2 separate regions of the Mus musculus genome follow, and region 1 is linked to region 2. A link is a contact called in public HiChIP or PLAC-seq data. All regions are on one chromosome and are shown on one strand. The core of a region is the stretch at or near the end of the contact, and the rest is flanking DNA. Distances in the headings are between cores, read along the strand shown.

Region 1 (6,462 bases), core at 732-3,231, 160 kb before region 2:
GGAGTGAGGATGTCACTGTGTAGGTGGCCTTGGAGGGCTCCTGTGTCCAAGCTTTGCCCAGTGTGCAAGAGACCCTCCTCCTGGCTGCCTTCAGATCAAGATGTAGAACTCTTCTAGTGAGATGTCTGCCTGAATATTGCCATACTTCCCACCATGATGAAAATGAACTGAACCCCTGAAACTATAAACCAGCCCCAATTAAATGTTTTCTTTTATAAGAATTGCCTTGAAGTACAACCAATTTGAGTTTATCCTCGACAAGCTTAAAAATAAATGAGGCTCAGACTACTGTTATTTCATTTGGCTTTGACAATTACTAGGGAGAGGGGGTAACCCCTAATCTATTCTTCTAACTGCTGGCCTGGCTGCCTCCTCAGCACTGTACCCCAGATAACTTGCTGTTTCTCCTGGCCACGTGCTCACGGTCCATCTCCCCTCGTGGCGGCTTCCTCCTCTCCTCTCATTCTACCTCCTCCTTCTGGTCTCTCCTCACTCCTCTGGCTTTTCCACTCCCAGCCAGGTAACTCAAAACCCACCTGCCTTCAAATCCCTCCAGTAATTGGCTATAGCCAACTTTATTTAACCAATAATTTTAGATCAAGGAACAAGGTTTGCACAACAAAATCTTGTAAATGTGAGAATTCACTTATTAGCCTTTGGGTAGAGAATTTAGCATTGCAATCCATAGCGACAGACCAAACCTCAACAGTGTTTCTTCACAGCAATGGAAACCCTAACTAAGATGCTGCTGCAACAGAAACTTGGCTGTAGAGGGTTTGGCTAGGGATTCAAGTCATTGTTTATAAGCTCACATTGGGCAGGGAGAGGCAGGAAAGCCCTTCAGTCTGGGCTGTAGCCATTTTGGAGATGCTCAAGCCAGGAAGAAAGGGACCAGAATGCAGTGCGGCCAGAAGAGATCTCAGATGTGGGATGGTAAAGAAAGGGGTTCATGATTTAGATCAGACATGACCTGGGATCCTGGGTCGGAACACTGGCTGGGTGGTAGATGAGACGACTGGTGCACGCTTGTAACCAGCACCCAAGAGGCTGAGAGATTCCAAGTTCTAGGTCAGCCTGGGCTACAGATCTTCTATGGAGATCTAGATTTGAGATTCATGTTGGTGAGATGTCAAATGTCTGGAGTGACTCAGGAGGCAGTTGCAGAAAGATCAGTTGACCCCAGAAATTCAAAACCCGCCTGAACAACAAAGGGAGACCCTATCAAAAGAGCAGAGGGCCCAAGGAAGAGGGGGAACAGGCGAAATTCCCTGTTTCACAAGCTAGTAAGTATTCCAAGGGTTGCGCTTATACAAATGAACCCTGGAAACTCAATTTAACATTGATGCTTAGGTTTGTTTTCCTGCAAAGGAAACTGAGTAGTTTTAAAAAGCAAATTGGAAAAAGGATGTGCAGGACATTTGAGGATCTTAACTGAAGAGATTACCTTCCAGGCTTCTGTGATCAATGATTGAGCTTCAGTGATCAATGACTGAGCGGCAGTGATGATACCCGCTGCCTGTCCATGACCCTTATACTGAACTTGCTTTGTCATTGCCTTACTTAAGGCTTCTTGTTTTGAGAACTGGAATACAGCTAAATTGTTACCATGGCACGCACCGTCACCTTTGCCTCCTCTCCAAGGTCATTTCCCATCACTTTTCTTTCTGGGCTGTCAGACATGGTGACCGTCTTTAGGGTATGGGAAAGGCTAGACTTGGGCTGAGGAGACTGCTCAGTTGTTAAAGCACTGGCAAGCACAGGGGCCTGAGCTGGATGCCAAGTAACCTTAAAAACCAAACCAAACCAAACACCAGAAAAAAAACCCCAAAACCAAACCCAGCCAAACAAACAAAAACAGAAACAAAAAAATAAAAACCCAAACAACCCAAAAATCCTGGATGTGGTGGTGGTGTGGTTGCAAGCCCAGTGAGGGGCTACACAGGCCAGTCAGTTCACAGCAAGTGAGGCTCTGTTTCTATAAACAAAAGGTTAGGGACAAAAGGTGGGGTGGGGAAAGGTGACCTCTGGTCTGTACCAGCATCCACTTATGCACATGCATGCACACACACACACACACACACACACACACACACACACACACACTCACACTCACACTCTTACTCCCAGGTCAGAGGGGTTGTTTGTTTGTGCTGACCAGAGGGTATTTTCCATTTACTTTTTCTTGACAGCTTTTGTTTATTCTTTTAGGCTTCAGTTTGCCACCTTCTCAAAGATCCCCAGCCATATCTGTCTCCTTTGTACTTTTCTTCTATTAACTTTATTATTTTAACCGTAATTGTGTGCTTTGATTTGGGCTGTTTACAGGTTGCCTCTGAGCAGAGAGTGAATGCAATCCGTGCAGTCTCACGACTGAAGCTGGGGTCAAGGAAAAGAACAGAGTGCAGAAAAGGGGACCGCAAGATGTAAAGAAAGCCATCTTTACATCTTTACCATAGAGTGGGAAGGAAGGTCTTAACTCAACCATGGGTCCTGGTGCTGTGACCATACAATAAGGAGTATTTCCTTCAAGAAATGCCTGGAAGCTAGGCAAGTCTTAGAACTTGGAAGGTGAGGCAGGCGGATCTCTGAGTTCAAGGCCAGCCTGGCCTGGAGTGAGATTCCGAACAGCCAGGGCTACACTGAGAAACCCAGACTTGAAACAGACCCCCCACCTCCCCCACCTCAGGACATGCAGGAATTGCTGCCTTTCCAGCCGGGAATGCAAAATGGAAACAAGCCACACTGGGAATGCTAACACTTCCTCAACAAGTCAACATCAGGCCAGGAGGCTGGAGTTACATTTTGATGTTAGGGGACTTGCCTAGCATATGCAAAGCCCTGGGTTATAGCCTCAAGCAGTAATAGAGACAAACACATTTCTACTCTCATACTTACGTAAGAAAAATAAAACCCGTCACGCTCAGAACCTAACAGTATATGGTGGAGCACATACAGATTCTATCTGGTTATAAAGACACAAGACTGTTCTTGCACAGATGAACCCTGATGGGACACTGGAGTGGTGTGTGGATGGTGGAGCAGGCATGGGGAATGACTGGTAATGGGACAGGATTTCCTTCTGGAGTGTTGAAATGCAGACAATCCACCCATGGTTGTGCAGTTCTGAACATGTTAAGAGGTCACAGGATTGTGCACTGTAATGGGTGCACTTTATTAAGGGAGTTCCATTTCAGTGAAACTGCCTAGAAGCCCAGCTGACTCCCGTGTTCTGCAGTGTCAGTGAGAAGCGCCTCAGGCCTCACATCTATCAGCCTATGCACACACACCCGTCTACTCTGAGAGCACAGGGCCTCACGTCTATCAGCCTATGCACACAGGTCTACTCAGAGAGCACAGGGCCTCAGGTCTATCAGCCTATGCACACCCGTCTACTCAGAGAGCACAGGGCCTCACGTCTATCAGCCTATGCACACAGGTCTACTCAGAGAGCACAGGGCCTCACGTCTATCAGCCTATGCACACCCGTCTACTCAGAGAGCACAGGGCCTCACGTCTATCAGCCTATGCACACCCGTCTACTCAGAGAGCACAGGGCCTCACGTCTATCAGCCTATGCACACCTGTCTACTCAGAGAGCACAGGGCCTCACGTCTATCAGCCTATGCACACAGGTCTACTCAGAGAGCACAGGGCCTCACGTCTATCAGCCTATGCACACCCGTCTACTCAGAGAGCACAGGGCCTCACGTCTATCAGCCTATGCACACCCGTCTACTCAGAGAGCACAGTGCTTTTGAGTTTAGAATCGCCTTTCAGCTCCAATCTTCTCAACAGGATAAGGCAGATCTTGCTCAGAGGTCCTTATTAAAAATCTCTGCCTAATTTGGGGAGATAACAAAACAGTTAAAGTTAGCAGTAACAAAATTTTAACAGGGAGAAGAGTCACAAATATCTGTGAACTTGAATAAGCTCAACCACACACCAGGAACTGGCTATAAAACGGTGCTTTTTAGAATACAAACTCCTTAGTAATCAGTTTCTTTCTTAAAAAAGCCATTCCTTGATTTTAACTGGCCAAACCCACTTTGAACTGGCCAACTTGAAACTTGTAATTACCATGTAGGACTAAGCAGATACCCATCAGCCACAGCTCCTGGGAGGCTTGAAGCTCAGATACTGTGGGTTCAGCTTCTGTGATCTTTCTACACTTGAAGACAACAGACTTCTCAGGCCTCTTTTCAGCAATTCTCCCCCCTCGGCCCTTGCCCAGTCAGATATTCATTTAACTGGCTCTTCCTGCCCGGAAACCAGTCCAATTTATTTTCTATGTCAATGCCAGACGTTCTTTTTTGAAGTTTCATTCTTCAATACCTCTATTCTTCTGTCTGTGGTGGCAAAGTCTCTGTCCACAACCGGCTTAATCTCCCTCTTGTTCTAAAATAGCAATAACCACCGAGGAGAGGGCACATTCACCAGGACTGGAGCTGTCAAAGCGCCGCCCTCGGCATTACCGCACTGATCAAAAGGAGCGGCTTCTGCCAGAATTTCTTACTCTCTTCTCAGGAGCGTAATCATGCAGGTTTATATGCACTCTCTTACTGACTTTATAAAGACTTGATTTTAGATGTCACAGGACAAAGGACAGCTGATAATTAACAACCAACCTCTGCTTATAACAGACGGTATTAAGTTCCAAACAGTACAGCCATTTTTGTATTTTGGCTTAAAAAAGAGCTTGTATGAAAATGAAGAACATATCAAGAAACACGAAAGGACAAAGCAGACTAATTTAAAATCAAACATATTTGAAAGTTTTTATTTATATTTTGGTCCTATAAGTGAACATTCTTAAATGGAACTCTTCTGTAAGAATACTTTTAAAATAAAAATTTGCCAATTATCAGATCTACACAAGTCCTTAACAAAGGTTTTCTGTGTAATCCTCATTAATGCAAACCTTTATAAGTATTAAATTCGTACTGCAGATCTTCAGTCTGTTCCATAATAATAAGCTACAAAACCTGTATGTGGCACATTCATTACAAACTACAAATACTTGTACTGAAAAGAAAGCTGGGCATGCCAAGAGGCTCTGGGGTGGGTGCTGCTGAGGCGCAGGGCATCCTACGTGTTTGTAGTTTTCTGTCAATTACTTTCAAAGAGCACACAGCAAGGGAGGTGTCTCCTTTATCCACTTCCTCTATTTAAAATTCTGTTGTTTGTAGAACTGGAGCAATTATCACAAACTTATTTGCATAATTACCCAGATGCCTCCTTACAAAGCGTTTCACTGGTGAGAGCAACAAGTGTAGAAGAAGAGAAATTTCTAAGAGCTGGGTTCCTTAAGCTTGCCAGATCCTGATATATTATGGACTGTGGTGCTACTTCAGCTTCTTGTCAGAAGATTAATGATGTACATAAAAAGGATGACCAATGTAAGCATGCAAAACTAAGTTATTGTCTAGGTGCTGTGATAATTCATTTGATTAGTATAAAAACTACTAAGCATGTTTATATGCGTTCCAACTTCTCGCTCAGGAACTCTTCCACACTGTCTGTGTTCCACTTGAGGATGCTTAGTTCTTCAGCAATGTTCCCGTTGTCGTCCAAAAGCTTTAGTACAGGGTCTGAGCCTCGAACATACTACAAAGACCAGAGATAGCAACATCACTGTCTGCTTAGAACGAGGATTTTCACTCTTACCCAAGATCAAAATACTAGATTAATTGTGCTAATAATTTAAGTTTTTACACATATTACAGTCAACAGTCTTTTTCAGCAAAGACCCAAATGTGATTTCATAAAGGACAACAATGAAGAAAACGCCATGTTACTTCAGAGAGAAGAGCATGTGCTGGTACAGGGAAGATTTAAGCTGACTTAAGGCCCATTGTTGGATATGGCTCTCTCAGTTCCAGTAAACTTAACGGCAGTGACAGACAATACAGAACAATGTATTACAATAAACTGAACACACTTAGTGAGATCAAATCTGTTTCCAAATTATGTAACACAACTAAAACGCAGTAATGATGAGTAAGTTCCTAAAGCCCCTTCCAGCTACTATGCTTCTGTTTCTAAATAGTTGCTGAATTATTTTGTTTTTTTGGGGGGTGGGATGGGGGTTTCCAGACAGGGTTTCCCTGTATAGCCTGGCTATCCTGGAACTCTGTAGACCAGGCTGGCCTCACTCAGATATCCACCCGCCTCTGCCTCCCAAGTGCTAGGATTAAAGACATGTGCCATCACTGCCCGGCCTTACTTATTTTGTGTAGTGTATGGGTGAGCGCATGCCATGTCTGGGCAGTGCTTCCGGAGGGCAGAGGAGGACATTGAATTCCCTGGAGCTGCAGTTACAGGTGGATGAGAGCGGCTATGCAGGTGTTATGAACTGAGCCCGGGTCCTCCGCAACAGCAGAGTGAGTGCTCCTAACTGTGGAGCCACTCTCTAGTCCCCACATGCTTCAGTTTCTAAAGCTGTAGCTCTAGGCATGACGTGAG
Region 2 (6,107 bases), core at 3,048-5,547:
ACTGAATCCCAAGCAAGAGAGGCTACCAGTTCTGGCCCACAGAAGGTTTGGTTTGAAGGTAACTTTAGTCTGCCCCAGTCAGGTAGCAGATTTAAAACACTGCCTAAAAACAGACTTGAAGATGTTCTAAATTTTCTTTGCCTGGAGGACTAAAATACTTGAAGAACACAGGAACTAGGAGTTTGCTAATTAAAGAATTGAGTTAAAATAGCCATCCAGTATGATTATTCAGTTTAATTAAAATAGTATGCACGAAATCTCCAGAGTTGTCTGCAGATAGTCTGCACTGTCTACATACTAATTGTGTGGAAGCTTTTAGTATTGCAGTCTCCTTAACATGCCACTTTCTTATAGGTAAGACAACCTTTTTAATGTGCTTGGATGTCACACACACAACCATGTGGCACACATGGGATGGTTGTGGGGATGGTGAGGCTATTTAATAAGTTATTCATCTTCTGCCTTGTACTCTAGCCTGGTACAGTCATGAAGAAGCAGAGTGTGTGTACTGAGGTACAGGGAACATGCCACAAGCTACAGCCTGTTAGAAACAGTCATGGGATCAGAAACTTTCTAACCTGTCACACTTAGTTCCTTGAGCCACACTCTTTGTGAAAATTGGGGCACAATAGAGATAAGTGGAGACGTAACATATGCTTGCTTGATTTTTTTTTCCTTTTAAGCTAACTTGCCTTATGGTAAAAACCATTTTGGGGGTTGGCTTCCAGCAGGAGATCTAAACCAGAACTGTCTTAGGTTCTTGTCCTGTTGCTGTGACAAAATATGCTGACAAAAGCAACCTAAGAGGAAAGGGCTGGCTCACAGTTCCAGGTCAGAGGCATCATTTCCCGGGATTTTGGGTTGCAGGATGGCGTCTGTAGTCAGCTGTAGCAGACGGTTAGTTAACCAATGCATTCATGCTGTGTTCAGCTCACATTCTAGTTCCAATAAGTAGTTTATTTTCCCCTCTCCTTTCCTCCGTCCAAGCCCTCCTACGTGCCTGCCCCTCCCTGCAGCACAGTCAAGCAGGCCTTCTTGCCTCAGTTACGCATCTGAGATAACCCCCATAAGCACAGCCAGACACCAACCTAATTTAAACACATTTTACCCAGCACGTGGGAGGCAGGAGCAGGCAGGTCGCTGAATCCAGGGACAGTCTGGTCTAAGTCGTGAGATCCTGTATTTAAAAAAAAAAACAACTCGCCCTCACACAGACCGGCTAGGAAAGGCCTAAGTAATGCAGTGGCCAAGGGCACTGTTTTCCACTTAGACAGATTGCACATACGTAATGCGAATCCAGGGAAACGGTGAGGGCGATCTCATCTGTGTCATGAAAAGAGTGGCCTTGTCTCCAGCTCACCACACTTCCTCTAGTATTGCCATCCGAAAGGAGGTTTCTGCAGCAGCACTTCCGTGTGCTAGTTCTGCCTACAGTCGTGTGGCACCGCACAGTGTGCTCCGGCATGCAGTGTGCACATGGCTGTGACCATAGTTGAGGAGCAGGACACATGATATCACTAGTCCATGAAGCTTCCTATGGACATAAAGGTGACACGTGCAGACAAGTATGTACCCTTCCTCAGGCTGTTAGCAAGGCAGCATATACAACTCAAAAGAGGAAAAGCGCCTTTCCACCAGAAGGCTGGCCTCATGTAACCTCGGTTAGAAGAATCAGTCTACCAAGGAAGAGCATTTTAGGAGAGTTACAGAGATTTGGGGTACCTTAATATGTTGAAGAAGCCATAGGACAGACTAATATGGTAAGGGCAGATGCTCCTTGTCAAAAGTAAGCAGGACTTGCGCGGGGCAGGGAGCGGGCGCTCACTCGTGTTTCTCACTAGAGGTCAGATGTGTGCGTGGTTGGGAACCATGTGTTCGTGCTGGGAACTTAGCTCGCTCCTCTGCAGGAACAAGTGCTCTTAACCACTGGGCCATCTCCCTCATCCCACACACTTGCACTCGTTCCTTCCTAACTTACCGTGTTACCCATTTGAGAGCTGCAGAGATGAGTCACTGAGCAGAGCACTTGCCTTGCAGTGTGGAGACCTGGCTTCAGCTCCCTCCGACATGTAGAGCTGGGTGCCATGGTGACCATCTAATCTCGCAATGGTTTTTGGTGAGACGGGTACTGTGAGGACAAGAGGATCCCTTAATCTTGTGGGCCAGGTAGCCCAATGCCCTCAGCGGCAGATAAAAGACCCTGTTTCAAACAAGAGCTAAGGCAAGGGCCGATGCCCAGGGTTGCTCTGACCTTCCTGCACACCATGGCATCCTATGCTTACAAGCACACGTGCCTTTAGAGAGTCTTTTGACTTGCCCGCGCTCTTGTCTTTGCTGCAGACCTTCGATGAATGTGTGGCTGAGGGCGGCTCCGACTGTGCTCCAGAGAAGCTCTGGCTTCAGATCCCGTTCTTCTGTGGCCACAGCTCAGAATGCTGGTAGGACAACAAACGAAACTAAATAATAAACTTCTTCCTTACCTCCATAACCCACATCCCATGAGCCGGGCTGGGGTAGCCAGGGCTGGATAGAGAATTATGAGAGTCCGAACCTCACCTGACATGTAAATATCTAGATTTGTTTTCTCTAAATGGTTTTAAAGGTTCACTGTCAACATGCTCTCACGGTGTGGCTTATCAACTGCAGTTATTTTTGCTTTGGAGTTCTGTTTTGCTGAATTGCAGCAGAGGATCTTAGAGGTCAGAGGTCATTTCAGAAACCTTATTTTGTCCTAAGTTTACTGCTTCAAGTAGATCAAACAAAGCCAAGAAGTATTCATCTGATTTTATTGTTAAACTTATTTTGAGTTTTTAAGTATCCAACAATACTCTTATAACGTGTGGTTGTAATCTAGTCAGCTAGTAAACACGAGGTAAGAAGGGATTTTAATTTTAAAAAAACCTTATATCCCCAGAATGTCCTGTGTCCAAGTTCTTTAAATATTTGTACTCATTTATTTATTCTAGTCGACCATTTATTTTGGGGGCTCTAAAGATGAGATCTGGAGCCTTGCACAAGCGAGGCAAGTAGTGTATCACCGGGCTGTGTGCCCGCCCTTTGGTTTCCTGAACTTGAGACGCTTGCCTCAGACTCTGCAGTGCTGGGAACAGACATGCACTGCCATACTTGGTTTATTCAATCATTTTGATAGAAAAATACAGAAACAAAATCCATTCTGAATTAGTATATTTCTTAAACTATAATGGGAACTTCAAGAGATTTCTAAATTATCTGAGCAGCGTAGATTGACAGAAAGTTTAAGGTCCTGCCTGTAGGCTGCTCCAAAGCATCTTCATAGAAAGAGAATTGGAAACGCTGGGAGAGTCTTTCAGGTTTTAGCCACTTTCTCTGAAAAGGAAACTAATTCAATGGCCCAGATATGGCAGAGAACTTGCGTTTTGTAAATAAAGCTTTATAGAGCACAGCCACTAATGCTGGTGCATTTACCATCTGCTGAGATAGCAGACTTAAACAATATGGTTTAAGCCATATCGCCTACAAAGCCTAAGACATTTACTCTCTGCCTTTTGTAGAAAAAGTTTGCCAGGCCCTGCTTTTGAATAATGAAAAGTATTGCCCAATTGAGTTTTAAATAGAGAGGATACTTCATATATTTCATACACAGCTTGGGGAGACCTTAGAAATCAACTAAGCCCTTCTTTCTCCCCGCTTTAAGGTTCTTTTGAGGTAGAATCTCTTGTAGCCCAGGCTGCCCTTGAACTTGTAACCCTCCTGTCTCCACTTCCCATGTGCCAGGATAACAGGAATGCACCACCACACCCAGTTTTTTGGCTTGTGGTTCTGACTTTGTTTTAATAGTTGAGAAAATAGAGTGAAGCCACAGCCTTGGGATCACATTGGCACTTAAAATGCAGAGCCAGAGTTAAGCGTAAAGAATGTTGGTGCTAATTAGATCCCAGAAGTACAGTCTATTTAGGGTGAAACCCGTTAACAACATTAGCTCACACTGTAAACAAAAAGATTGTAAGCAGAGCCTCTTCTTACCTACTTTCTGTTTCTCAGAATTTCAGGAAACACTAAAGCTTATGGAAAGAAAAGACATGGAGTTTACAAATTAAGATAAACAATAAACACAAATTGCTTCTACTTTACCAAAGGGGCTCTCAGAATGAGCAAAGTTTTAGAGTAGTTTTAAAACACATAGTGCACACTAAGTCAGATAAAGGACGTATGATCCAAACAAACCGTCCTTAAAGTCAGTTCATTTCCAGAACCCTTCAGGAGCGTCTGTCTGTGTGGCAGTGGGGAGAGTTAGAATCCAGGTCGCCTTCCCAGAGGTGCCCTCTAAGGGCGCTGCCGCTACTGTGCTCGCCTGCGCGCCTGCCTCCCTATTTCCTCCACAACACTTAGCAGATTTCGTGACCGAGTTTTATTCCTTTTCTGTGGTCTCAGGAATGTAGGGAGCAGATGGGCCATGGACCAGGCTAAGTCTAACCTCATTAATGAGTACTTCCTGGTGGGAGTCACCGAGGAGCTCGAGGACTTCATCATGCTGCTCGAGGCAGCTTTGCCCCGATTCTTCCGGGGCGCTACCGACCTCTACCGTACAGGTATGTGTGTGGGAGGTTGGTTTCCACGGCCCTCACTGACTTGCTCTGTGATAAAGTAGACTACGGTTCTAGAAGAGGGGTGGGGTGGGAAGGCTAAACACAAGAACAGCCATCGTGGGCTGTATTTCTGCAGTCGCTTGTCTAAGGGCACGTCCAGACCATTGTGAGTCCATCGATATTGATGGTTTTGTGTGACAGCTTACCTCAAACTCCCCTAGAGTTTGCATCTACCCTCCATTCTCCACTATTGTAGCAAATATAGGTGGTGGGAAGCTAGATAAAGGCTTTATCGGAAATTTTTTTTTTTTTTAAATAAGCAAGGGCCAGCAAGCTAGCTCAACAGTGTGAGGGCACTTGTGGCAGGAGCCCAGATATGTGATAGGAGAAAAGGACTGACTCCAGGGACGCACACACACACAACTGGACACTGGTAGTGGTGGTTGTTTAAAAATAAGTAAATGGTTCTTAGAGTGGAGAGGGTGAGAGACTCCACTTACTGAGTGGAGTCTTGCATTTACTACTTGGGCATTTTGTTGGGTCTTTTAAGGATTCACCTTGTAATGGTGCTGCCTCGGATGAGGTTAGCTTTCTGGATTTTGCTGGATTATGTTATTAATGTTATAGGGTAATGTGTTACTTGCCCTTCACATTGTCTTATTAGCAGAAACCACTTCTTCAAGTAAAGAGGCATGTCTGTGTGTGTTCTGTAAGAATTATTTATGTTTCCTGTCTTTCCATCGTAAGTAGGAAAGAAATCTCACCTTAGGAAAACCACAGAGAAGAAGCTGCCCACCAAGCAGACTATCGCGAAGCTGCAGCAGTCTGACATTTGGAAGATGGAGAATGAGTTCTATGAGTTTGCTCTGGAGCAGTTCCAGTTCATCCGAGCTCACGCTGTCCGCGAGAAAGACGGAGACCTCTACATCCTGGCCCAGAACTTTTTCTACGAAAAGATTTACCCTAAGTCGAACTGAGCGCAGGTGTGGCCAGAGCACTCCTGCCCCGGAACTTGACTGTGTCACCACCCTTCTCAGCCCCCTGCTGATGCGTGTGCGAGCTGTGAGCCACGCTGAGCTGGGGACAGACATGAATGTCAAGGAGTGAGATGCTGGCGGGCTGGCGGAGTCCTGTGGAGTTTTTAACTTTCTGGCATTTTTACTTTTTTGTTGTTTTATTTTCGTTTTCATGATAGTTATAATCTTCTCCTGGTGCAGGGACATGGGGACTTACATTGCCTAAAATACACACATGGACGTTTAGTCAGATGGCTGAATACCATTTCAGAAGAGGTTTGCATAAGCATTTCTTTGCCTCTCCTTGAATGAAGAGGAGTCTGTTTGCCACTTACCCTTCTGGAGTTTGTGCCGCCACCTCTGCTGGATAGTGCTAAAATATGTTTGGCAGTATCTGATTTATTTGTATGAATCATGTCTCACAAAGTTTATTAGAATGTTTGATCGTGTTTTCCCAGAACATTTCTGCTACAGTTGGGTTTGCCCATATTTATGTAGGCTTTATTTTATTTTATTTGATGAT

Evidence for each region. HiChIP or PLAC-seq counts read pairs in DNA pulled down with a chosen protein or histone mark.
Region 1: an H3K27ac HiChIP or PLAC-seq map of embryonic stem cells shows a contact between it and region 2, with 3 times the contacts expected there. The contact joins two enhancer-like sites. A contact is called at or near these places in 3 of 39 promoter capture datasets (the C10 cell line, liver and pre-B cells), 3 of 484 Hi-C or Micro-C datasets (the CH12 cell line and embryonic stem cells) and 1 of 115 datasets of contacts at active chromatin or transcription factors (embryonic stem cells).

Annotation. Positions count from the first base shown.
Region 1 is chr3:144,595,965-144,602,426 of GRCm38.p6, reverse strand. Selenof (selenoprotein F) reads right to left here. Exons shown (of 5, transcript NM_053102.2): 5 at 4,750-5,604. The coding sequence ends at 5,473. Among named protein-coding and RNA genes, the nearest start is that of Selenof, 29 kb to the right of the region's middle. Within about 2 kb of position 1,981, at least 13 of the 459 cell types and tissues checked have an H3K27ac peak or open chromatin away from gene starts, as enhancers often do. A contact at or near this core is called in embryonic stem cells, where this site is marked.
Region 2 is chr3:144,433,926-144,440,032 of GRCm38.p6, reverse strand. Hs2st1 (heparan sulfate 2-O-sulfotransferase 1) reads left to right here. Exons shown (of 7, transcript NM_011828.4): 5 at 2,341-2,438; 6 at 4,414-4,571; 7 at 5,319-6,107. The coding sequence ends at 5,545. Among named protein-coding and RNA genes, the nearest start is that of Gm34434, 55 kb to the right of the region's middle. Within about 2 kb of position 4,297, at least 7 of the 459 cell types and tissues checked have an H3K27ac peak or open chromatin away from gene starts, as enhancers often do. A contact at or near this core is called in embryonic stem cells, where this site is marked.